4 separate regions of the Mus musculus genome follow, and all the other regions are linked to region 4. A link is a contact called in public HiChIP or PLAC-seq, capture Hi-C and promoter capture Hi-C data. All regions are on one chromosome and are shown on one strand. Each heading gives the region's core, a stretch centred on a gene start, on an enhancer-like site or on the middle of the called end of the contact. The rest is flanking DNA. Distances are from core to core; before and after follow the strand shown. Region 1 holds the start of Htr1d (5-hydroxytryptamine (serotonin) receptor 1D). Region 2 holds the start of Gm31295 (a long non-coding RNA gene). Region 3 has its middle 11 kb from the start of Gm52681. Region 4 holds the start of C1qa (complement component 1, q subcomponent, alpha polypeptide).

Region 1 (6,274 bases), core at 274-2,773, 470 kb after region 4:
CATTATAGGAAGGGCTGAGAGTCTAGCCAATGTCACTGGCATGTAGAGGAAAGCACAGACCTGCAACACAAATGCCACTAGAAAACACCATAAGGTGTTCTCAGCCTTCCTGATGCTGCCGCTCTTCAACACAGTTCTTCATGTGGTGGTGACCCTCAACCATAAAATCATTATTTTTTTGTTGCTACTTCATAATTGTAATTTTGCTACTTTTATAAATCATAATGTAAGTATCTGTGTTTTCTGAACTCTTAGGCAACCCGCACCCCCACCCCCGTGAAAAGGTCGGTCGAGTCTCAAAGGGGTTGAGACTCAGAGTTTGAGGACCACTGCCATAAAGCAATTCCCAAGATGAGATCTGAGGTTGCTACTACAAAGCCTGGCGAGGAAGGCCGAGTTCCTGTCTGAGGTCAGATGTAATACTAGGCAGTGATTCCATTTGATTTTGCAAAGCAAACCTGGAGTGTGGTCGTTGTCACTCTCGTTTCATATAGGAGGGAGCCAATGCTCAGAGGACTAAGCAGCTAAGCAAGTAGCCAGGGCTAGTTTGCTAATGTGGCCAGCCTGAGAGTATTAGGATCTTAATCTCTGATGGTCCCCAAACCCAGCGAGTGGGAGCAGGTGGGGGTGGGGGTGGGGGTGGGGGCCGGGCCGGGGGCGTTGAGTATTACATTCTACAAGTACTGAGACTTTGGGCAAGATTTTTGCCACCTTCTTCCCATCTGCAATAAAGCCAATCTCCCTGAGCTCTCTGCAGTTCTGATGTTGCTCGAAAAGCTAGGATTTGCAGAGAACTTTACCGCGTATAAAAAGGCATCCACGGTCTCTCACCCACTCCCACCAATCCGCAGTGAAGGGAAGCGTCCTCTCCATTTGAGAGATGTGCACACTGAGGCTCAGAGAGAAGCAGTGACCTGCCCAAGGTCACAAGCAAGTCAGGGCCCTTTCCAAACCCGAGCTCCAAACTGGACGCTCCTTCAAGTCCCCTCCCGTACTGGCGTCACCCCTGACCTGGCCGGTAGAGGGCTCCCCGATTCCCTAGGCCGTCACCGGGGCCACCTGGGGGTAGACGTTTCACCTCGGGCCGAGGTGGGGGGGCACTCTTGTCCAGTGGGATCTTCCCAGAGCGCGGGACACGGAGGACGCTCTCCCAGGGTCCCGCAGCCTCCCCTGGGGAATCCCTCCACCCACCCCACGATCCAGGGCTTTGGACAACCATCCGGGATGCTCCCTTCGGGCCCCGATGGTCCTTTGGGACCGTCTTTCCGTGCGCTCCTGTCCCGTCCGAGAGGCGCACAGAGGCGGGACGCCAGGTGACCCATCAGGACCCGCCCGGCTAGGCTCAGCCCCGCGAGGCTGCGACGCCCCAAGCTCCCGCGCTTACCAGCTCCCTGCCGGGAGGTACGGAACAACGCCGTGGGCGCCTCGCACCCCTGAGGGCTGCAGCCCGGCCTCCTCCACGACCCCCGCTGAGCTCCGGGCGCCGCCGCCCTCCGCGCCTGCAGCTCGGGCTCCGGGCTCCTGCCCGCGCCCGCCGCTGCTCCGTGCTCTGCTCCCCGGCTCCTCCCCCGCTGGGCTCGCTCCCCACTCGGCCTCCCGCCCACAGCAGGGGAGGCCCGCCCGGAGCCCCTGCCCCAACCCCACGGTAGGAGGACGCAGGGGATGCGGGTGGAGGAGGCCCACCTGTAGGAAGGAATGGACTGTCCGGGGAAAGTGGACCGTGCCTAGACTCCATCCGCGGGTTCCTCACAAGCTGAGTCTCCCGCCCCCTACCTTTAATTTAGCAAGTATTTATCGATCTGCTTTATATCTGCACCGGCTATGCACTGGGCTTAAAACCATTGTGCAACCCCCGCCCCTTGGGGCTCACGTTCTACTGGGGCGGATACGATGTACTTAATGAGATGACAGATGTTTCAGGAGGAAAATAAAGCAAGAAAGGAGGTGGGGAGTGGACAGGGTGGTCGGAGGCGGTGGGAGGGCGGGGGAGGGGAGAAAGTCTCACCGGGAAAGCAGCCTCTCAGGACAGACCGGAGGTAGGAAGCGTCCCGGCCACACACCAGAGGTGGAATGAGTACAGTTTCCTGCTGGGCAAGCAGAGTGATCCCAAAGTTGGGGCAGCAGATATGACCGCCAGCTCCCTTATTCAGCGTTTAGTAGGGGCTGCGGATGTAGAGAGCCAGAAAAAGAAAGAGAGAGAGAGAGAGAGAGAGAGAGAGAGAGAGAGAGAGAGAGAGAGAGAGAGAGAGAGAGCTGAGTTCAAAGACAGGGAGGGCAAAGACTCCTGCTTGACCAGGTTCCTTACAGCTCCGGTGGACCTGGCCTTCCGTGTCCTTGCCCACCCACTGTGTCTCCTTACTGTTTGTATATTCTCATGTCTTGTTATCACCAGCATCCACCAGTAGACTGGTTATGTGTTCTTGATGAATTGACCCTATTAGCATCATGAAGTGACCGCGACTCTTCATCCCTGGTAAAAGTTGTGTCTTTGAGTCTCCTTTGGGGGGGAGTGCATAGGGAGATCCGGAAACACCCACCAGCACCCACACAGCTGTTTGACATCTGGCACACCAGCACACTGAGAACTCAGCAGCTATTCCACGCCTTGCTTGCAGCGTCCTTCCGTGTCCTTCTATTTGCGCCAAACTCTCTGCCCACCTGGCCCTCCCCTTCCGCCCCCACCCCTTGCTCTCCTGGTCTGTCATTTGTGATTGGCTTGGAGCCTCCATCTCTCTCAGTCTCTCTTTTTTGGAAGGCTGTGATCAATGGTCATTAATAATGCAGAGGTTCTTTTTGTCTTAGCGCAGATCCCAGGCAAATAAATCCACGGCATGAATAGACAGGAGTTATGGGCAGCCACACCTCAATCAGCCGTCTCTCCTCTCTTTAGGCCCTTGGCTCTTTCCCCACACTGGAGATGGGGAGATTGAGCAATGCCAAACATAGGTGGCCTTAATATAGGCTGTGCTACTAGTGTCCTGGCTGAACCCCTGTGGAGGGCCAGAGGGTCCTGATACACAGCCCAGCATGGCAGCTGCCAAGGTCCTACCCTGAGGTCTTGCAGCTGAAAACTACATACTTTAGAGTAGACAGTGGCATGTCACGAGTGTGTGTGTGTGTGTGTGTGTGTGTGTGTGTGTGTCTTTTATCTGAAGCAGCCCTGGGGAAAGATATGCGCAACATAGCTCAGTTGGAAGCATACTGGCCTAGCATGCACAAACACCTGACTTCAACACCCAGCATCTAATAAACAAAGAGTAGCGGCACATGCCTTAATCCCAGCACTAGGGAAGATTAGAAGTTCAAGGTCACTGGCTACATTCACAGGGAGTCTGAGCCCAGTCTAGACTCTATGAGACTGTCTCAAAATAATGATGATGGTGATGATGGTGGGGGGGTGGGGGGGAAAGAAGAGGAAAAAAGGAGGAAGAGGAGGAGGAGAAAGGGAAGAAGAAAGGACAGGAGAAAAGGACACACCTAAAGCAATCAATACCTTCTAATAGCACCTGCTTATAGAACTGCTCAGGGCAATGTTGATGGAAATAGCTATGTGTATGGAGGGAGTTCACTTCAGATTCTCAGTCCTTCCCGGGACTAGCATTTGTGCAAAGTGCCATCTCTGCCGCCCCCCCCCCCCCCGGGAGGAAACCTCCACACAGCTGGGGAGAGCAGAATGTGGGAAGCAGAAGCAGAGGAAGAGGTATACAAGCCCTTGGGTATAGGCACATGGGAGGGGTCACCCTGGCCTTGAGCCTCCAAGACAGGCCAGAGGCATCTAGGCAAGGGGTGCAGAGAAGGTTCCCCAGGGGCAGTCGCTGTGCAGAGGCACCAAACAAACAACCAAACAACCGCAGGACAGGTACTTGCTGCAGAGGCTTTGGATGGGACGGAGCTGTAGGGAGTAAATGACCTGTGCTGGAGGGGCAAGACAGGCAGGCTTAGAGAGGCTTGAAGGCCAGGTGACAGGGACCTCTTTTCACTCCTGGGCTGAGAACTTGAGAAAAAGTGTAAACAAAGGCACGGCCTGACCGCACAGGGCACCTCGACAATCCTGGTGCCCTGACAGGACACAACATGACCGCACAGGGCACCCCGACAATCCTGGTGTCCTGACAGGGCACAGCATGACCGCACAGGACACCCCGACAATCCTGGTGTCCTGACAGGACACAGCATGACCGCACAGGGCACACTGTCAATCCTGGTGCCCTGACAGGACACAGCATGTCCTCACAGGCCACACAGGCAGTCCTGGTACCCTGATACCGAGGGGCTCACTGCCCCCAGAACCTTTGTAGTCTGAATCATTGTCACAACCATAAGGAGAAGGGAAGGAAAGTGAGAGAGAACACTGTGGGGGCGGGTGCGATTCCCAGTGAGCTTCCTGCCTTCTCCAAGCTAACCTCTAGCTTCCGGGAAGCCAACTGCCTGAGCAGAGAGAGGGCTCTGAGTCTCTGGCTAAGGCTTTGACATCTCTAGGTCCTCCCACAGCCTCCTGAGAGGCCCTATTTCTCTTGTTCTGACACCCCAGGTCTTCGCAACCTCTTCTATCCCTACACCCCTGCTCTTTCTCAGCAAGATCTGGCTCTCATTTCCCCACCCCCCACCCCCAGTGTCTAGAAAGCTCTCCTCCCCCTCCTAGCATCAGCATCTCCTCACTGACAGACTGTTTCCTACCTCCTCTGGGTACCAGCCTCCTCCTCCAGGTCCAGCTTAATGACCCCTTTTCTCAGTGGTCCTCATATCCCCGATGCGTAGGACAGTGGGTCCCTCCAGGGAGGCTCACACCAAAGTGGGCTTAGTCATGCAAGGGCAGATTCCCCCCAACTTTGACTCTTGACTTCAGCATTGAATGGCTGCATAACTCCAGATGCGTGTTCCAGTTCTGGAACCTTGGCGAGCGTGTGTCGCATCGTGACCATGGTAAAGGTGCTTACCTCACAAGGTTATAACTGAGGAAGATCATGCTTAGGTCATGCAATACCCACCAGCAGGGAGCCTCGGGAGAGACACTGTGATTCCAATCAGATACCTCACGATTACTCTAAGTCCATCTACTGTGATGACTTCCTGACGATCATCTGCCATGATGAGCTCCTGGCTGAGCAAGCCAAGCCTGAGTCATCTTGCTACACCCAAGGCCTAGGACTACTCTGGCACACTATAAGCATTCACTCAAAGCTAGATGGCTGGGCACACAACGGGAGAAGAGGGCTGGGCATGCAGATCAGCTCGGCTAGCATACACCAACCAACCCTTGGGTTTGATTCTCTGGCACCACACAAGCCATTCATGGTGGTCCATGCCTGCAATCCCAGCACTCAGGAGGTGGAAGCCTGAGGATCATGAGTTCAAGGCCGGCTTGGGCTCTGCGACACCTGCCTCAAGAAGAAATAAGAAAAGAAGGAGGAGGAGAAAGAGGGAAGGGGAAGAGGAGAGGAGGGGAAAGGGGGAAGAGGGAGAGGAGGAAGAAAAAGAGGAAGAGGAGGAGGGAGAGGAGGAAGAGGGAGCCATCACTTGGCCATTTCTACTTGCTAGAGCCTCTCTGCTTCAGAAGTGGCAGTCCAACTTAGGCTTTCCTGAGGAGTGCTAAATGAATCCCGTGTCGAGGAGCGTGTGTCTGGGACAAGCTTTTGTCACCAGACAGGCTGTGCTCTGCAGAGTCTTCAGAGGAGATCTGTCTAGACACAGGGGACATGTCTGCCAGGGAGCAATGGGGACAGCATGGGAATCAGAGCCCAGGGGAAGGCTCTCTAGGGACTCAGCTTCACATTTTTCCCTTTCTCCCTGGGGCTTAGGACCTGCCCAGGCAGCCTTGCTGTCTGCACCCACCCCCACCCCCACCCCCCACCCCGGCAGGTGAAGTGACTTTATATGGTTTTCCCCTGGGGACAGCAGAGTGATTCAGCATAGCCCACAATGCCAGCCGCTCTACTAACTCTCCAGACCCTTGTTAGGAAAGGATTGTCTGTTTCCAGCCCATCGACAAAGAGAGAAAGCACAGGACACAAATGACCTCTCTTGCAAGGCCCGAGACAAGACTTCAGTTAGATCTGTTCCCTCAGGAATCAGGAGTCCAAATAGCCTTTTCTTTTCAGTGTACAACTGCTGTGGTAATTGGTATCAGGACAGCGAGGAGAATTAAGGTCTGCCACGTACTCTCAGGGAGTTCACAACCTAGAGCCAGAAGTGAAGGCGTGCTAATGGTTATAGTCCCAGCTCTGCCTGGCAAGATGGTGACTAAATCAGAGGCTGTCAGAGGTTCGAGTCTTAG
Region 2 (6,495 bases), core at 161-2,660, 510 kb after region 4:
AGGGCCACTACTTATCTTACTGAGGACTTACTGTGTGCCTGTCTGTCTCCTGAGCATGTGAGGTAAAACAGTGCTTTAGTGTTCGAGACTGTATGACCAGGGGTCCAAGGTTCTGTTTCCAGCACCCACATTGGGTGGCTCACAACTACCAGGAACTTGAGCTCCAAGGGATCGGAAGCCCTCTTCTGGAATAGTCAGGTATATCACACGCGTGGTTTGCACACACACTGTGGTGGACGAGGGACCTAAGCAAGCAGTCTGGCTCAGGGCCAGGGCTCTACCTTCCTACACTCCTATACAAGATCACTATATCTTACAAGATCACTCCAAAAAGCCTGGTTACTGTCATCTCATCTTAAGGATAGTGACCAAGACTCGGGTAGATCGAGTGACGCCCTTAAGGTTGTATTGCATATATGTGGCAGAGTCAGGGTCCAGTGGAAGGCTTATGTGTAGTCTTTAGTTTTTTTAAAGATGTATTTATTTTACGTATGAGTGCTCTCTCTGCATGCATACCTGCGTGCCAGAAGGGGGCATCAGATCCAAGTACAGATGGTTGTGAGCCACCATAAAGGCACTTGGAATTGAACTCGGGACCTCTGGAAGAGCAGCCAGGGCTCTTAATCGCTGAGCCATCTCTCCAGCACCCAGACTTATACATATTCAAAGTCCTTGCTTCTCACTGTCCATCCTCTTTTGGTGAGTTTGTGCCCAGCTCTCTGAGGAGCCACTGAGACAGAAATTATAAATGCTCTCTCAGGCAGGACACATTTATCTTTGTTATGGAGCTGTCACAGAATCGATAGATAGAAAGTCCGCTTTGTAAGCAAAGTGTTAGGTAAGACACCTGGTCACAGCCAGGTCATACTCAGTGACACAGGATGAGGACACGGGGCTTGAATTGCTTCTGGCTCTAAGGCTGGAGTTGCCAGGAAGCTCAGGTTCGAAGCCCTGCTTGGGGCTGGAAATACAGTGCTCACCTTGAATGCACAACACCCTAGGTACAGTCTTCAGTGCCATAAAGCCAAAGCAAGGCACAGAGCCCCTAGAAACACCCCCTTTCCTTTCTTATCCCTTCAACCCCCATCCCCCATTTTTAAAAAAAATTTATTTATTTATTATATGTAAGTACACTGTAGCTGTCCTTAGATACTCCAGAAGAGGGCATCAGATTTCGTTACGAATGGATGGTTGTGAACCACCATGTGGTTGCTGGGATTTGAACTTGGGACCTTCGGAAGAGCATTCGGCGCTCTTAACCACTGAACCATCTCGCCAGCCCCCGTCCCCCATTTTGAAACAGGATCTCAGGTAATTCTGGCTGTCCTTGAACTCCTGATCCTCCTGGCTCCACCTCTCAAAGCTGGGATTAGAAGTGTTCACTACAGAGCTTGGCTCAACTCTCTCCCTCACCTCTTGCCAGAGGAGAAAGTCCAGGATGGGTATGCAGGGATTCCGTTAGTGTCCGTGGCATACTGACTACAGGGGTGACATGATGGTTTCTTCTTTCACAGTTCTACTGGAGGTGGAATGGGAAGGCTGAGGCTGGAAGCCCCGTAGAAGTGGAAGACTGGGGCCAGAAGTGAAAACCTGGTAAACACATCCTGCGTGGAGTTAGGAAACTGTCCATAGATTCCCCCAGGTGGCTTTTCCTAGGCGAGTCACCTATACAAACTCATTAGACTGTGAGCACTCCAAGGGGACAAGAGCCTGGAGCTCTGTCGCCTGGGCTCAGATCTCAGCTTGGGCCCCTTGTCCATGTGGACAACTTCCTTTCTCTCCCTGTGCCCACAGTTCCCTCATCTGTGAATTGGGAACGAAATGACACCTGTTCTGCAGCATGCAGTTAGAGTTTATGTACATTGCCTGCAAAATGCCTAGAGCAGTAGGGGTTTTTGGGTGTTTCAGGTTTGGGACGGGGTTGGGAGAGGGGCAGGGCTGGGGTCCGGGTAGGTATGATGTAGTGAGTGCTGCCTCTTGTCCTTACTGAACCTTGTATCCCCTAGGCTTGGCACAGGAAATGCTGATGGCAACAGGTGACTTCCAGCTCTCCCTGTTGTCCCATTTAGGGATGAAGCAGCAGGAAACGGCTTCAGTGCAGCGGCCCGCAGCACAAGCTTGCCAGCCTCTGCTGGCCTGGCTGCACTTAAGAAAATCTGTCTCTTTTGCCCTCTGTCCAGCCTCAGCCGCCCCCTCTGGGTGTTCCCTAAGTAGCTTCTGTCTGAAAGCAGAGAACTTATAGCAATCCTCCTGCCTCAGCCTCCTGAATGCAGGGATTAGGAGCATGTGTCACCACATCCAGATCTTTTTTTCAAATTAGGTGAGACCTAAAGAAATGTTAAAAATCTTAAATAAATTAGGAGACAGGTAGAACCAAGATTTGAACTCAGGCTGGCCTTACTCTAGAGTTAGAGCTGAGGAGCATGGAGCCTGAGGCTGTTAGGAGACCATGGACCTTAACCAGCTTTTTGCCAGTATTAAAAATACACGAAGCAACAATTTCTTTTTTTTTTGAAGGATTTATTATTTTATGTATGTGCATACACTGTCGCTGTCTTCAGACACACCAGAAGAGGGCATCAGATCCTATTACAGGTGGTTGTGAGCCACCATGTGGTTGCTGGGAATTGAACTCAGGACCTCTGGAAGAGCAGACGGTGCTCTTAACCACTGAGCCGACGGTGCTCTTAACCACTGAGCCATCTCTCCAGCCCCATTGTTGTTGATTTTCAAGACAAGGTTTCTCTGTGTAGCCCTGACTGTCCTAAAAGTCCCTCTGTAGACAAAGGTGGCCTTAACTCAGACAGCTGCCTGCCTCTGCCTCCCAAGTGCTGGGATGACAGGAGTGTGGCAGCACACCTGGATGAAAAGAGATTTCTTCAGCTCGAAGATTTGGAGTTAGTTGCATTTGGTCTCTGGGGAAGGTGCGTGGAATGTCAGGACAGAGTAAGTGTTCACATCTGGAAGCAGTAAGCAGAAGGGAGAGGGTGGGAGCCAGCCTTGCTCCCTCATAAGAACCCCCTGTGAGAAGTATCCTAATCTTCTCCCAACGCAAAGCCCAGCAGCCCCCCCACCCCCCACCTCACCGTGCTGACTCAGGGACTTTACATTGACCCAGCCCCGGCTTTGATCGTCCTTATGAGAGCTCCAGCAATCAGGAAGCTGAGGCAGGAGGATGGCTGTGAGTTAGAGACCAGCCCACAGTGTAAAACTATGTTTCAAAACATAAAGGGGGGCGTGGAGAGGGAAAAACAGAAGAGAGGAAGGAAGAGGGGGAGGAAGAAGAGGAGGAGGAGGAGGAGGAGGAGGAGGAGGAAGAGGAGGAGGAGGAGGAAGAGAAGGAGAAGAAGAAGAGGAGGAGGAGGAAGAGGAAGAGGAGGAGGAGGAAGAGAAGAAGAGGAAGAGGAGGAGGAGGAGGACGAGGGAGCACCAGCCAGCAGAGCACTTGCTTAGCATACATAAGACTCTGCATTCAAACTTCAGCACCACAGATTATTTTTGAAAAAGTGATAAAAATGTAGATTTGGGGGCTCAGAAGAAGGCTTAGTCAGTAAAATGCTTGCTACACAAGTGTGAGGACCCGAGTTCAGATCCCAGCACAGCACCTATCTAAACAGTTAGGTGGGGTTGTGTGCACCCACCTGCCTGGAGCAGTTCAAGGTGCGAGCTCTGGTTAGCTCATGGGGAAGAGAGGGGTAGGAACTCCACCCGAAGCTGATGCAAGTCTTAAAGCCAGCGCTCCTCCTCAGGAACTGCTCTCCTCCGCTCAAAGATCCGTCCTCCCACAGGGACAAATTGGTATTCTGTCCTCTGGCTTCCAATTCTGTTTGCTATGAGATAACAGCCTTTTTTTTCAGAGTGGTCCCCCCTCCCCACCTCCCTCACCCCCACCCCCCCACCCTCTGCTCACCCTGAATCCCAGTACAAGGCTTCCTCAGATGAGGAGACATTCAAAGGTCTCCGGCTCTGAGCTGTCTTCATTTCACCTTGTCTGCCGAGAGCCAGCGCTGTGGTTTCAGGCTGCCTTGTGCCTCCCCGGGAAACTGTCTCCAGAGTGTGACCCATACAACGGTTAGTGAGGACGCGTCTGCTGTTCCTAGCACAGAAACACGGTGCTCCAAAGACTGACCTGGAAGCTGTCTACACTGCTGCAGCACCGGAGGAGACGAAGGACGCAGAAAGCCATGCTCCCGTTGCAGGCATTTACAGTTAATTAGGAAGGAAGAACATAGGAACAATTACAGATTGGCTAATACCCCCCAGGTGCAAATTAACCTAATTCCCAAGCTGCCGTCGCCAAGGTCATCATGACCCAATATAGCCAGCCTCCTGGAGCGAGGTGCCAGCCATGGCCTCCCTTTAAGCTGCCTATTTGGAGTTGCCAGCATAGGGAATTATCTCCTCACCATGTTTATAACCCTCTACTTTAGAGAGCAATTTTTCTCTAACATTTCTTTCTCTGGCCCAGCCCTAGCAGGGAGACGGGAGATGGGACCGTTGAAGACTGTCTAGACTTCCAGCCTTCAGGCTGAGACTCGCAAGTCTCAGTCCAAGTTCTGCATTTAAGGTAATGCAATTGTGGGGCCAGCAAGATGGCTCAGCAGGTAAACATTTGCCGCCAGGGCTGAAGACCTGAGGTGTCGAGATTCTGGGAATCTACCAAGTCCTGAAAATTATCCTCTGAACTCCGCCCACATGCCATGGCATGACCTGACTCCTGGCGCCAACACACACGTACAAATAAATAGAAAAAGAAATTGTAAGATTAGACCATCTGGGGGCTGGTAAGATGGGGCAGCGGGTTAAAGCGCTCACTATACAAACCCGATGACCTCAACTCCATCCCAAGGCTCCTTGATGAGTTTCAGTATCAATGGATAGAGTGAATAAACTCCCCAGACTTGTCCTCTGATCTACACACACACACACACACACACACACACACACACACACACACACACACACACAGAGTATACTTCCTATAACTATCATCATCATCATCATCACCGTCATCACCATCATCACCATCACCATATATAAATAAAAAATGTGAAGGGGGCTGAAGAGATGGATGGCTCAGCAGCTCAGAGCACTGACTATGCTTCTGGAGGACTGCGGTTTGATTTCCAGCACCCTCATGGCTGCTCACTATAGTCTATAACTACAGTTCCAGGGGATGCAACACCCTCTTCTGGTCTACATGTCGGCTACATGACGTAGACAAAACACCCATCCATAGGAAATAAAAACAAGACAAATCTTTTAGAAAAATTACTTAAGCCAGGTTGGTGGCTTCCCCCTTTTAGCCCCAACACTTGGGAGGCAGAAGCAGGTGCTATCTCTTGAGTTCAAGTCTAGCCTGTCTTACAGGGCAAGTTCCAGAACAGCCAGGGCTACCCAAAGAAACCTTGCTCAAAATTCATTCATTCATTCATTCATTCAAAAGTAATACAACTTTTTGTTGTTGTTGTTTTTGGTTTTGGTTTTGTTTTTTTTCGAGACAGGGTTTCTCTGTGTAGCCCTGGCTGTCCTGGAACTCACTTTGTAGACCAGGCTGGCCTTGAACTCAGAAATCCACCTGCCTCTGCCTCCCGAGTGCTAGGATTAAAGGCGTGCGCCACCACACCCGGCATAATAAAACTTTTTATTTACATGCAATGCCATTTCTCTCCTTAGCTCTCCCATCTGCAAAGAGAAGAAGACAAAACGTGCCAGCCTTTCTGCTCATACACATTTCATCCCATCAACCCATCCATCCATCATACAGTAGACACCAACATGGTTCCCAAATCTAACTGGATGAACATTCTCTCCCACGGCTGATCTGACCCATCCCCTCCTCTGAACCCATTTCTTTATCTGCCGTGGGAGAGAGCAGATAGAACTATAGACATTTCAACGAAAAGATCCAAATTAGAGGCAGATTACACGTGGGAAGGAAGGGGCAGACATAAGATGCTAACCCCAGAACTTGCAAGATAGAGATGGGAGGAGCAGGTCAACCTAGGCTACATCAGAATTTAAGGCTAGCCTGGGCTACGTAAGAAGCTATCTGGGAGAAGGGGTAAGAGGGCTGATGAGATGGCTCAGTGGGTGAAGATAGTTGATGTCAAGTCTGCTCACCTGAGTCTCACCCCCCCGTGCCCCACACAGGGGAAAGAGAGAACTCCTTAAAGTTGTCCTTTGACCTCTATGGCAGCATTTGGGGGCTTCCTCCTATTCCCCAGAGAAGGGATTGCTGTCAGATGCATCAAGATGAGGTAGTGGGGTAGCCTTGGGGGTGTGTTTTTGTATCTGAGATGAGAAGAGACCTTTCTCCTCTCTCACTGTCTGTACCTTAACTTCATCCTTTGGGGCTTTGCTGGGACGCTGCAAAGTCACGATCAACAGGAGCGTCAGCTTGTCTCCTAATGTCACTAGTACAGAGACGTTTGTTCTAGCCAGTAAGTGAATCCTGTGGTTTGAACAATGTCCCCCCCAAAGGCCCAAGTGTTG
Region 3 (6,191 bases), core at 1,100-3,599, 480 kb before region 4:
TCTGCCCTGCCTCTGCCTCTCATTCCAGATTACTCACAACTTTAGGAGGAACGAGCCCACTCTGCTCAGTGGGCTAAGGCCAGATAATGAGAACTGTCTGTCCTGTGTTCCAGGAATATCCAAGAATGGGGACTAGAATCAATTCAAACTTCAGAAAGTGGGTCAGGGAAACTCAAGAGCAGCTTAGTAACACCAGGGGCTAAGAAGTGGTCCGCTGGGACTGGCGAACCGTTAAGAGCCTGTACTGACTGCTCTTGCAGATCTGGGTTCAGTTCCCAGTGTTCACTCTGGGCAACCATGTGTATATCGTAACTTCAGCTCTGGGGCAATCTGATGCCTCTAGTCTCTGAGGGCCAATGTGTGCTCATGTAGGTATGGACTCACACACATACAAATTTTTAAAAAGTACTTAATGGGCTGGAGAGATGGCTCAGTGGGTGAGAGCACTGACTGCTCTTCTGAAGGTCCTGAGTTCAAGTCCCAGCAACCACATGGTGGCTCACAACCATCCACAGTGAGACCTGACACCCTCTTCTGGTGTGTCTAAAGACAGCTACAGTGTACTTACATATAATAAATAAGTAAATCTTTTTTTAAAAAAGTACTTAATGCAGGACAGGTAGTGAGTATTAGTAACTATGATGGTTAATGTTAAGTGTCAGCTTGACAGAATCTAGGGTCACCTGGGAGGTGAGTCTCTGAGCATGTCAGTGGGGATTATTTTCATTGCCTTAATAGAGGTAGGAAGATGGACACAATGGACAGCACTGTCCTCTGTCTGGAATTCTGGACAGCCTGCATTCACTGCTCTTTTTCTGATTGTGACTAAGATGTCACCATCTGCTTCATGCTCCTGCAGCCTCCACTTACACACAGTGATGGATGGACCCTTGAACCACAAGCCAGAACATGGTTCTCCTTAAGTTGCTTTCATCAGAATATTTTTTAAGGCTTACTTTTTTAAAAAAGAATTATTTCATGTATAGGAGTACACTGGAGCTGCCTTCAGAGGAGGGCATCTGATCTCATTACAGATGGTTGTGAGCTACCATGTGGATGCTGGGATTTGAACTCAGGACCTCTGGAGGAGCAGTCAGTGCTCTTAACCGATGAGCCATCTCTCCAGCTCCTATCAGATTATTTCATCATATGGAGTTGGAGAGATGACTCAGTGTTTAAGAGCATTGACTGCCTATCTTAGGGTTGTATTGCTATGAAGAGACACCAGGACCCTGACAACCCTTGACCATGAAACAGCCCGTCTATTCTGAGCTTTGTAGTCCAGGCTGGCCTTGAACTAATAGAGATCTATCTTCTGCCTCTATCCTGAGTGTTGAGATTTAAGGTGTACCCCACCATGCCCAGCCTTAAAAATTGAATCTTTCGTCACAGCACCAAATGAGAAACTATGACAGTGAGACAGAGTCTCACTGTGTAGTCCTACCTGACTTGGAATTCATGTGCAGGCCAGACTGGCTTTAAACTCACAGAGATCCACTAGGGATTACCATGGCTGGCCAGTTTGTTTTGGACACAGGGTCCCTTGTAGCAAAGGCTGGCCTGTGTAGCAGAGGATGGCCTTGATCTCCTCCCTCTGTCCTCCAAAGGCCAGGGCCATCAGCGTGGGCCACCAGGCCTAGCCACTGTTAATGATTTTTGACTGTGTCAATTGTTGCCTAGGAAACAAACCTGAGCAACTGTCTGAGGGAGAAGGAATTTTAAATGCCAGCATTCCTGCTATGAAGATTAGGGAGTGGGTAGTTCATTGGGGCCATGTGAATGAAAGACATGATTTGAAAAACAGCATCACTATAGAAGCTATGCTTTTTAAAACCGTATTTATGTATGTGTGTGTGGTGTGTGTGTGTGTGTGTGTGTGTGTATGTATGTGTTGTTGTGTGTGTGTGCATGCTCACACACATGGGGGTGTCACAGTTTGTGTGTGGAAATCAGAGGACCACTTAATGGGAGTTAGTTCTCTTCTTCCACCATGTGGGTCCAATTGTCAGGCTTGGTGGCGAGCACCTGTACCTCTGAAACATCCGGATGGTCTCAATGGCAGGGGTTTGTTGATTGACTGACTGATTGATTTGTTTATTATAAGCTCTTGCCGTTCTTCCAGCACAAAACAGCTGGAGAACAGTTAAAACAAGAACAAAGAACAGCCAAGTAGATGTAAGTGGATGTAAGTGAATAGAACATTTCCTCCTTTCATCACGTTATCTCAGACCTGGCCAACAATGTTCCCTTACAAGGGCTTGGGGAAGGAGATGGGAGGGAGGCTAAGGGAGTGAGTGCTGGCCTAGTACAGGAAGCTCTGAGCTCCACAGGAGCTTGGGGCAGGATCAGAGAAGTTCAAGATCAGGATGGAGAGTTGGCTCAGAGTTAAGAGAATGCCTAGTACCCTTGCCTACAACTATCTGAGACAGGAGATATGATGCCCTCTTCTGGCCTTTTTGGGTTTGCACACAAATTTGCAGTGTCTCACGTGCATGTGTATACACACACACACACACACACACACACACACATCTTTTTGTTTTGTTTTTTGAGACACTTTCTGTATGTAGATATGACTGTTCTGGAACTTCCTCTGTAGCTCAAGCTGGCCTCGAACTCAGAGATCCACCACTTGCCTCTACCTCTGCCTCTGAGTACTGGGATCAAAAGTGTGTGCCACAATTTCTGGCTTTGATTTTCATACTTCTATCCATGTGGGGTGGTTTTTTGTTTTGTTAGGTTTTTTTTTTTTCCCTTAACCTAGTGTTAAACTTAGCATAGTAGGAGGGAGAAATGGGTACAAGTTGCTAGCAAGGCCAGGATTCTTAAGGGAGGCACAGTGGCAAATGTGCCTCTCTTTAATGAGACCCTGGCTACAAACAAACTAACAAAAAGGTCATCGTTCGTCTTCCTTTGCACTTTAAAAACCTCCAGCTCTCAGCCAGGATTAACACATTTTCTCAACTGCCTCTAATGATTCAGCAAGCAGCGAAATAAAAATAGACTTTGTGGTGGCTTTATGAATAAACCCCATCAGGCCGGGGTACAGATCCAAGAGAGGAGGGTGGCTCAGCAGCCCTTCTGGTCTGCTCTTGTTGACCTCCACTTTGCTCTGCTCTGTGCTCTGTGCTTTGGAATCTGAAATGCATCCCCCACCCCCCGCCCTACCCCTACCCCTGCCCCAGTTCTAGGATGGAGACTCAAGAAATAAGAGCAGTCCAGATGGTCAAATGAGGTCATGGCCAAATGACAAGGTGGCTGAAGAGTCAGAAGTCGTCCTGATGCTGGCTTCCCAGGTCCAGGTTCTACCCGAGAGCCTTGACGAAGACTGTTGAGGATTTTGAGACCATGACAAGGAAGTCATACCCGCACCCCCCACCCCCCCCCACCCCCCCGGTCCCAAAATCCACATCTCCCATCCTCAGGATGGTCTACTGTGGTTCTGCAGCCGGGCCTGGGACTGTCCTTAGTGATCTCCTGTAATCTGCTGAACAGTGGCTGAGACCCGACAGCAAGGGAAGAGATGGTGGAAATGCTGGCACAGAGGCGTCTCTAAGCTGCTGCCTCAGTGCTCAGAGCTCAGGTGTCCAAGATGTTGCCCTGGAGTCAGAATCTCTGACAAACGCTTGTTTCAGCTTGCCGTGCCTCTGCTCCAGAGAGGTACACCAAAGGCTCCCTTTGACGCAAGATCCTACCGTGGCTATGAGAAATCTGAGCCGCTGTCTTCTTGGAGCTTGGCTTTGAAGGTTGCGATAAACATTCCCCAGGCTGTGACTGTGTGGCTGGGCTGCTTTCTTAGCTAAGGAAACTTGGGACTGAATGCTGAGAGTCCCTTTGTCCTCTTGTTGGGACAGTGAGCCCGCTGCTTGTCCTGGGTGTTTGCTGCTTGTTTCTCCAGCTGACTCCTGTTAACTTGGAGCTCATGATTTTCTGTTTTTGGTATGAACGGAACCTTCTGTAACCATTAGTAGCTCATTTCCAGTGCCCTGGAAATATTAAGACCTTACTCCCACCTCACCCTGGAAATATTAAGACCTTACTCCCACCTCACCCTGTGTGTGTGTGTGTGTCTGTGTGTCTGTGTGTCTGTGTGTGTGTGTGTGTGTCTGTGTGTGTGTGTGTGTCTGTGTGTGTGTCTGTGTGTGTGTGTGTCTGTGTGTGTGTGTCTGTGTGTGTGTGTGTCTGTGTGTGTGTCTGTGTGTGTATGTGTGTGTCTGTGTGTGTGTGTGTCTGTGTGTGTCTGTGTGTGTGTGTCTGTGTGTGTGTGTGTCTGTGTGTGTCTGTGTGTGTGTGTGTGTCTGTGTGTGTGTATGTGTCTGTGTGTGTGTGTGTCTGTGTGTGTGTATGTGTCTGTGTGTGTGTGTCTGTGTGTGTGTATGTGTGTGTGTGTGTCTGTGTCTGTGTGTGTCTGTGTGTGTCTGTGTGTCTGTGTGTGTGCGTCTGTGTGTGTGTGTGTCTGTGTGTGTGTGTGTCTGTGTGTGTGTGTCTGTGTGTGTGTGTCTGTGTGTCTATGTGTGTGTCTGTGTCTGTGTGTGTGTGTCTGTGTGTGTGTGTGTGTCTGTGTGTGTGTGTGTCTGTGTGTGTGTGTGTGTGTGTGTGTGTCTGTGTGTGTGTGTCTGTGTGTGTGTCTGTGTGTGTGTGTGTCTGTGTGTGTGTGTCTGTGTGTCTGTGTGTGTGTGTGTGTCTGTGTGTGTGTGTGTATGTGTGTGTCTGTGTGTGTGTGTGTGTGTGTGTTTGAAAAGGTCTCATTATGCAACCCTACCTGTTCTAGAATACCTAATGTAAAGTAGGCTAACCTCAAACTTGCAGGAATCCTCCTGCCTCGGCCTCCCAAGTAAAGTTTGGCCCTTTACAAACAGTATCATAATGGATACTGGTGGCTCATACACAGGAAATCCCAATTCTATAGAGGCAGAGACAGGCAACTTCAAGGTCAAGTAGGGCTAACTGAAAACCCCTGACTCAAGCAAAACAAAACAGAAACTGTCCCGTGGCAACAGATCAGTTTAGTTCTTAGGAATCTTGCCTTTGAGGAAAGAGGGTGAACACTCAGGAAACAGGAGCCCTGGCTTCCCTGGTGGCTGAGCTCTAACTGCCCAACAGGATCAGTCCCGGCCTTAGATTTTAAAACTAGGAGCAGTTAAGTTTCTCTGAGTGAGAAGGGCAGAAAGCAGGGTCACCAGAGGTGAGCCAGCCTAGGTAGCGCCATGTCACATTTGCTCTTGTTACATTTCCAATCCCTTTGTTCTGCTTGTCTTCCTGTGCGGGACTTGCTCTGAAGCCTGCTTGCCTGTCCTGCCCTGCCCTGCCCTGCCCTGCCCACAATGCAGATCAGCCTTGTCTTCCTGTCTTCTGTCTGGTCAGCAGCCGACACAGCCGTGGCTGTGGCCGGCAGAGTGGACAGTAGCTACTTCCTCACTCTAGAGAAACCTTTCTGCCCTGGTGGCCACCATGACTTTTGGGCCTGAAGATCTGCTGCAAGCCTGGCTTCACTTGAGGCTGGCTTTCTGCTTGGGCGTGGAGTAGCACTCATCTTGCTGATGTCTGTGCAAGACTCCTGTGTTTCTGGGACTTGTCTAGGCGCTAGAATATAGACACATGGTGACTTGGTTTCTGTTCCTGTGGCTACAATCAAAGTCTCTGATGTAAGCAACTTAGGAGGGCCTGCGAGATAGCTCATCGGTACCAAGCCCGATGGCCTGGACTCTCGGGATGGAAAGAGAGAGGTGAGCAACATGGTACAAATGCACACTCATATGAATAAGTTAATAAATGTAATAAAAACCTTAATGGCAACTTAAGAGAAAAGATTTGTTCTAGCTTTCTATTCAGAGTACAGCCCATTATGGTGGGGAAGTCAAGGTTGAAGCAGCTGGTCCCGTCAAAACCGCCACCAGGAAACCCAGCAGGATAAATGCACACTGCCGCTCAGCTCGCTCTCTCTTACACAGTCCAGGATCCCCCTACACAGACAGCATCCGGCCCACAGTTAAGGTGAATCTTCCCACACTAATTAACCTGATCAAGATAATCCCCTACAGAAATCCCTTGATCTAGATGCGCCCTCCCTCATCGCTATGCCAAGAATTCCAGATTCTGTCAAGTATACAATGAAACACCACCACATAAAATAACGCCCCGTTTTAAGGGAATAAGTAGTCTTTGAGGAGAGATATTGTGTGAAAATTTCC
Region 4 (6,310 bases), core at 2,844-5,343:
AGACTGAACACCACCAGGAAGAATCTGAATAATCGAAAAGATGTGTCTCTCTGGGTCTACTGGCACAGGACTGTAATCCCAGCTACATGGGAAGATTGTGCGTGCAGGGCCAGCCTGGGCTACAGAGTAGATTCAGGCTCAACCTGGACAACTTAGAGAGACCGTCTTAAAATAAAATGTAAAAGGAGAGCTGGGGATGTAGCTTAGTGATAGAGAGCAGGCCTAGTATGTGTGAGGCCCTGGTTCAACCCCCCAGACACACACAGACATATATACAACAGACACACACACAGACACACGGGCACAGACACACACACACAAAGACATATACACACAGACACAAACATATGGACACACAGAGACACACACAATAGACAGACAGACAGACAGACACACACACATACACATTTGTTGTTGTTACTCTTCAGGTCCCTGACTCTATTCTACATGACTTTGTGAGCCACAGTCTTCTGCCTCCCCTCCACGAGTCTGAACTCTGTAGTCAGAGAAGAATGTGCCTGCCTACATTGTATTGGCCTGACGATGTTCTCTGTGCAACATTTCTGGGATTGTTGCTGACCCACTGTGTGTGAGTGTGTGTGTGAGAGAGAGAGAAAGAGAGAGAGAGACAGAGACAGAGAGGGACAGAGAGAGAGACAAGGACAGGGACAGAGACAGAGAGACAGAAAGACAGAAAGAGGACAACCTGAGAATCTTGTCTCATTCTTTGGGCTCTGTCCACCTTGGTGGTCTGTTTGTTTGTTTGTTTGTTTGTAGACAGTCTCTTACTGGCCTGGAACTCACTGGGTAGGCTTGGCCAACTGGTCAATGAGTCTCAGAGATTCACCTGTTCTCACCTCCCCAGCACGGGGACTCTATGCATCAACCCAGAACTTTACACAAATTCTAGGGATTAAACTCAGGATTAAACCACAAGGCAAGCACTTTACCCACTGAGCCATCTCCCCAGTCCTGACCACTTACCTTCCATGCCACTGCTATGTGTCTGTTTGGGGTTTTGTTTCTTTGTTGGTTTTTTTTTTAATCTTTTTTTTTTTGGTTGTTAAAGACAGGGTCTCTCTGTATAGCTCTAGCTGTCCTGGAACTTGTTCCATAGACCAAGACTGGCCTAGAACTCAAGAGATCTGCCTGCCTGTGCCTCCTGAGTGCTGGGATTAAAGGCCTGTACCACCACTGCCCAGCATGCTAATGCTATGTGTGCTAACGTGAATGCTTGGACTTCCTGCAGGTGTGTGAACACAGCCTGCTGAGTACGACCGTCCAGCATGTGAGAATAAGGCAGGCAGATAACCAAGTCCTTTCAAAGCCACGATAGAGCTGTGTCTAAGGAGTGCCAAGGGTCACCTGCCACTTCTCAGGATTGTCACTTTGCATAATGTACAGTTTGCTCTATGAAGACAGATACGAACTGGGAGAAAGTCAATAACTCAAAATTATTTTGGCCTCATAGAGGTGTAATGATGGTTTTCCATTAGCTTTTATTGTCCCACAGAACTGTAAAAAAAAAAAAATCTTAGTTTGTGTTACATTTAGTCATTTATTTTGTGCTTTCGTGGAGAGTGCACATGGGGGGGGGTCAAAGGACCACTTTTGAGAGTGGGTTCTCACCCTCTATCATGTGGCTCCCAGGAAGTGAACTAAAATCATCAGGCTTGATTCCAAAAGAACTTTAGTCAGTTTGTGGTATGTAACACAGCAGTCTTATGAATCGTCCAGAAGTCTTGTGATTTTGGGTGGAATCCTTCTCTTTTCTCTCTAGGTACATATGTGAGTTTTGGATGCCCTTCACTGAGCCAGGTAGGACCCTGAGGGTCTCATCATAGGCCACACATTCTAAGAACTTCTATTTCATCTATCTATCTATCTATCTATCTATCTATCTATCTATCCATCCATCCATCTATCCATCCACCTGTCTATCATCTATCTGTTTGTATGCGTGCTTGCATACCATAGCATACACGTGAAGATCAGAAGACAAGTCAGGTCATCAGGCATTATGGCAAGTGCTTTTACCCGCTGAGGCATCTCTCTGGCCCTCCTTTTTGTTGCTGTTGTTATGGCCTTATGTAGTTTGGTCTAGCCTCAAGGGAAGTGGCCTTGAGTCCTTGATCTTCCAGCCTCTGCCTTAGCAGTGCTGGGGTTATAGGCACGTGCCACCATACTTGATGTAATGGTAGGTTTTTGGTTTTTTTAACTGAAAATATATATGTGTGTATCTTTCAAAAATGGCGCTGAGGTGAAACTTGGGACCTTATCCATGCTAGTAGGTGAGTCTCTAAAGCTGAGCCACCCACCAGCCTTGTAGCTCTGATGTTGTTGTTGCTTAAATATTGATTTGAAGGGCTTGGCTATAGCTCAGTTGGTAGAACACTTGTTGCAGTAAATCTCCAACCCAAATATGTCCCAGCAATGAAAACACAGCTCAATTAATATGATCACATGCTGTGTGCCTAGATTGGGCAGATCTATGGCTACACTACCATCTTCTCCATCTATGAAACTCCTTAGGAACTTGCAGTTTCTCCAGGCCATGTGCTTCTGCTCTGATTTTCTTCTTCTTCCTCCTCTGCGTCCTCTCCCTCTCCCATTTTCTCCTTCTTCTTTCTCTCCACCTCCTGCTCCACCTTCCCTTTTATCTGCCCAACCAGCAGCTCTCCTTTATTTTACAAACTAAGGTGAGAAGAAGGTGTACAGGAAATCACCTGAGTGCTGACTCATTCCTAGTTCACAGCCACTCACAGGAGAACAGAATTAACATCAAATAGAATTAGCCCCAGGGCTATCCACAACAAACACTTGGCTAGGATTTATGAAGCCCTGGGTTCAATGGCCAGCTCTGAATAAAGCAAGCATAATGGAAGCACACCTTCAATCCCAGCTCTCAGGTGGTAGAAGCAGGAGGGTCAGGATGTCCAGGCCAACCCTGGATATATAAGAACCTGTCTCAGGAAAAGATGTTGGGGTCAGTGAGTGAAAGTGTTCCCTTCACCAACCTGAGAATGTGAGCTCAGATCCCATGGTAGGAGAGAACCAATTCCTCAAAGTTGACCTCTGACCTCCACACGTGCTCCACCGTAGCACACAAACCCACCCTAACATGCATATACAAAGAGAAACAATAAATAAACTATTTTTTAATATTGATGACATTTGGTGAATAAGTGGTTATCAGGTGCCCCGTGTTCTGCAGCTGCCTGACATTAAACTTTCACAACAACCTTCTGAGATAGAATTTGATCCCAGGTTACAGATAAAGAATCTAAGAGTGAGGCTGGATGGTGGTGGCGTACGCCTTTAACCCCAGGCAGAGACAGGTGGATCTCTAAGTTCGAGACCAGCCTGGTCTGCAGAGTGGGCTCCAGGACAGCCAGGGCTACACAGAGAAACCCTGTCTCGAAAAGAGAAAGAAAGAAAGAATGAAAGGAAAAAGAAAAAAAGGGGGGGGAAAGCAAGAGATGGCTCAGAAGTTAAGAGCACTGGCTGCTTTTCGAGAGGTCCTGAGTTCAATTCCCAGCAACCACCTGGCGGCTCACAAACATCTGTAATGAGATCTGTCGCCCTCTTCTGGCCTGTGGGCATATATGCAAGCAGAATGCTGTATGCATAATAAATAGATCGTTTTAAAAACAACAAAAAAAAGGTAAGGAAGAAACCAAGAGCGAAGAGATGTTGGAGCTTCCCAAAGACAGGCTGTTAGGGAGTATCGAGCCTTGAAACCCATTGCTATGTGCCTTCAGCCTCCCAGTGGTCTGTTCTCTCTGTTCCAGGTGGCCTGTCCCTTCTTTGAATTTTATAAGCACTTGGCCCTAAGCTCTTGTGTCTTTCCCAATCATGAAAAAAGCCCCAGGGTACAAGTTTGAAGACAGAGTCCTTCTGCCCTGATATTCTGTGCTTTTCTGGATCCTGAAGAACCCCAACCCCCATCTTCAGAGTCCTCCCCACAACTGTGGCTGGGCAGGACATCCCCTGTCCCAAACGTGCTGAGGTCCGCTTAAAATTTCCGTGTGTGGTGTCTGGCCCTGGGGAAGTTCAGGGGGTAGATTCCAAGAAGGGGAAGTCGGAAAGGATATGAAACTTGGCAGTGTCCTGGTGACACGCCTTTGCTGACGGGTGTCCCACCATCAGCAAAGGGCTGGAGCATCCAGTTTGATCGGACCACGGAGGCAGGTGAGACCAAGCCTGAGGGAGAGGGGGCTGGGAAACCAACCTTGGGGGACCACTCTGGAGAACTGAGGCGAGAGGGAAGAATATTGCTGCAAGCTAGTTCAGTGCAAGGGTGGATAGGCTGGGGACACTGACACAGAGCAGGCAGGTGGAAGGACCCTCTCCTCTGGCCAGAGCTTTGGGGAACCGTGAGAGCTAGTAGCTCAGAACCATGCTCCATGCCTCAGAAACACAGAAAGCCAGAAAGCGCTCGGGGGAGTCAGCGCCCAGCAGCAGAGGGCTTTGCAGGGACAGTCAGCCCTCATGTGGATGTGGAAAGGGGCTGAGGCTGCGGGAGAGTAGGCAGATGTTTGTGAAAGCCTGTGAGTGTGCATAGCTCACCATCTGGGCCGGAGATTGTAATTAAAACAGTGCTGACACTTGGTAAATATTTGTTCAATGAGATCCATCATCCGTGGGAGTGTGTGAGCCTGCGTGTCCAGAGAGCGGGGAGGTCTGTGTGGATATAGGAGCAAATGCTGGACAGGTGCAGAGCAAAAGGTAGTGTGGGGTTTAGGGCTGGGGCTAGGGCTAGGGTCAGGTCAGGGTCAAGGTCAGGGTCAGGGTCAGGGTCAGGATTAAGCCTAGAGCTAGGGCCTATAGGTTAGGATTAGGGTAGGGGGTGGGTGCTAGGGTTAAGGGCAGAGTAAGAAGGGTCAGGGTTCTAGCTAGGGCTAGGGGTTAGGGTCAAAGTCATTGTTAGTGCTAGTATCGGGGACCTGTGATCCAGACAGGCATTGAGGATATGAATGGCCCTAGACTGGGTCACATAACCTTGCGTGTAGAACATGGTAACATGTCATCATGGGACAGACATGTGATCCCAAGTGTCCAGCATACCCAGTGTCCCTGTGTGTCTCTGTAGGGACACCATGGAGACCTCTCAGGGATGGCTGGTGGCCTGTGTGCTGACCATGACCCTAGTATGGACAGTGGCTGAAGATGTCTGCCGAGCACCCAACGGGAAGGATGGGGCTCCAGGAAATCCTGGCCGCCCGGGGAGGCCGGGTCTCAAAGGAGAGAGAGGGGAGCCAGGTAAGCGTTCTCTCCGGCTGGGGTGCTGGTCCCGCACCATCCTGGAGGCAATGGTTTAGGGGTCCTGAGAAGCGATGGTGCATTTGAGTTCCAGGAAGTCACTACAGTGAGCGGTTCACCCCGGAACCTGAAGGCCTAGCCTTCTCTTGGACCTTGTCCCCAGCTTCTCTTTCCTGCTTTGACATTCCTCTTTCCCCTTTCTCCTCCAAAGACTAGGCCACACAGAGAATGGATGTGGATGGTCTAAAAAAGAGGCCCAAGAGTCTAGAGTCAAGAGCCATTGACTTGTTGGTTGACCTCAAACAAATTACGGATGCTCTCTGAGAGTCCATTTCCTCCTCCGTAAAATCGAGGCAGAGCCCTGCCTGGTGCGTAGAGAAAGATCAGCCAGTATCAACAGTCACTTGCATGTCCTTCCAGCCCTCTACTTTGTCCCTGCTCTCCTGTCCACTCTACCCTGTTAGAATTCATGATCCTGAGGAGGACGAGAGGGGAGGAGTTATGACCAGAGCCGGAAGAAAAGACATCCTGACCTGTCAACCTGACCCTCCCAGTCTCCTGCAGACCAAAAGGACCCTCATGCTGATTTGCACACAGTTGTGCCAAAGGGTCCTAAATATGAAAAAGGAGTTGGTGATTTAGAGACATGCGAGGTGACAGCACCATGGCTGGACTCAACTGAGCAACCAGAGAGCCAGCCCCACGTTTCCTAAAAATGCAGGGTCTGTCACATGGCTGCATTTGCTTCTCTGGGTTTTATAGTTGAAGCAGAGGCTCAGAGAGGTTAACATGCTTGCCCAAGACCACACAGCCAGTCAGGCCAGTCAGACTGGGTCTCTTCAAAGCAAAGGCTTTTTCTGTGAGGATAGGCAGGCTCTGGACTTCTTACCCACGATGCCCCACCCCACTCCACATCTACCAATCTGCTCGCTCTCTTTGCACACAGGAGCTGCTGGCATCCGGACTGGTATCCGAGGTTTTAAAGGAGACCCAGGGGAATCTGGCCCCCCTGGCAAACCTGGCAATGTGGGGCTCCCAGGTCCCAGTG

Evidence for each region. Promoter capture Hi-C pulls out the DNA fragments that hold promoters and counts their contacts. HiChIP or PLAC-seq counts read pairs in DNA pulled down with a chosen protein or histone mark. Capture Hi-C pulls out chosen DNA fragments and counts their contacts.
Region 1: a contact with region 4 is called in a capture Hi-C map of embryonic stem cells, with 3 times the contacts expected there. The contact joins the promoter of Htr1d here to the promoter of C1qa in region 4. A contact is called at or near these places in 4 of 39 promoter capture datasets (HPC-7-derived erythroid cells, embryonic stem cells, hippocampal neurons and 1 more), 2 of 115 datasets of contacts at active chromatin or transcription factors (astrocytes and bone marrow-derived macrophages) and 1 of 9 other capture datasets (embryonic stem cells).
Region 2: a contact with region 4 is called in a promoter capture Hi-C map of liver, with 4 times the contacts expected there. The contact joins the enhancer-like site here to the promoter of C1qa in region 4. A contact is called at or near these places in 4 of 39 promoter capture datasets (the 3T3-L1 cell line, embryonic stem cells and liver) and 1 of 115 datasets of contacts at active chromatin or transcription factors (embryonic stem cells).
Region 3: a contact with region 4 is called in an H3K4me3 HiChIP or PLAC-seq map of bone marrow-derived macrophages, with 4 times the contacts expected there. The contact joins the enhancer-like site here to the promoter of C1qa in region 4. A contact is called at or near these places in 1 of 484 Hi-C or Micro-C datasets (bone marrow-derived macrophages), 5 of 115 datasets of contacts at active chromatin or transcription factors (bone marrow-derived macrophages, embryonic stem cells, microglia and 1 more) and 3 of 9 other capture datasets (embryonic stem cells, macrophages and pancreatic islet).

What each region holds. Positions count from the first base shown.
Region 1 is chr4:136,419,861-136,426,134 of GRCm38.p6, reverse strand. Htr1d (5-hydroxytryptamine (serotonin) receptor 1D) reads right to left here and starts at 1,523. Exons shown (of 2, transcript NM_001285484.1): 1 at 1,385-1,523.
Region 2 is chr4:136,385,221-136,391,715 of GRCm38.p6, reverse strand. Gm31295 (a long non-coding RNA gene) reads right to left here and starts at 4,226. Exons shown (of 3, transcript XR_390837.3): 1 at 3,911-4,226; 2 at 3,642-3,830; 3 at 2,723-2,960. Within about 2 kb of position 1,410, at least 2 of the 459 cell types and tissues checked have an H3K27ac peak or open chromatin away from gene starts, as enhancers often do. A contact at or near this core is called in liver, where this site is marked.
Region 3 is chr4:137,373,074-137,379,264 of GRCm38.p6, reverse strand. No RefSeq gene overlaps it. Among named protein-coding and RNA genes, the nearest start is that of Gm52681, 11 kb to the left of the region's middle. Within about 2 kb of position 2,349, at least 76 of the 459 cell types and tissues checked have an H3K27ac peak or open chromatin away from gene starts, as enhancers often do. A contact at or near this core is called in bone marrow-derived macrophages, where this site is marked.
Region 4 is chr4:136,896,627-136,902,936 of GRCm38.p6, reverse strand. It overlaps C1qa (complement component 1, q subcomponent, alpha polypeptide), which reads left to right and starts at 4,093. Exons shown (of 3, transcript NM_007572.2): 1 at 4,093-4,191; 2 at 5,093-5,262; 3 at 6,209-6,310. The coding sequence starts at 5,100.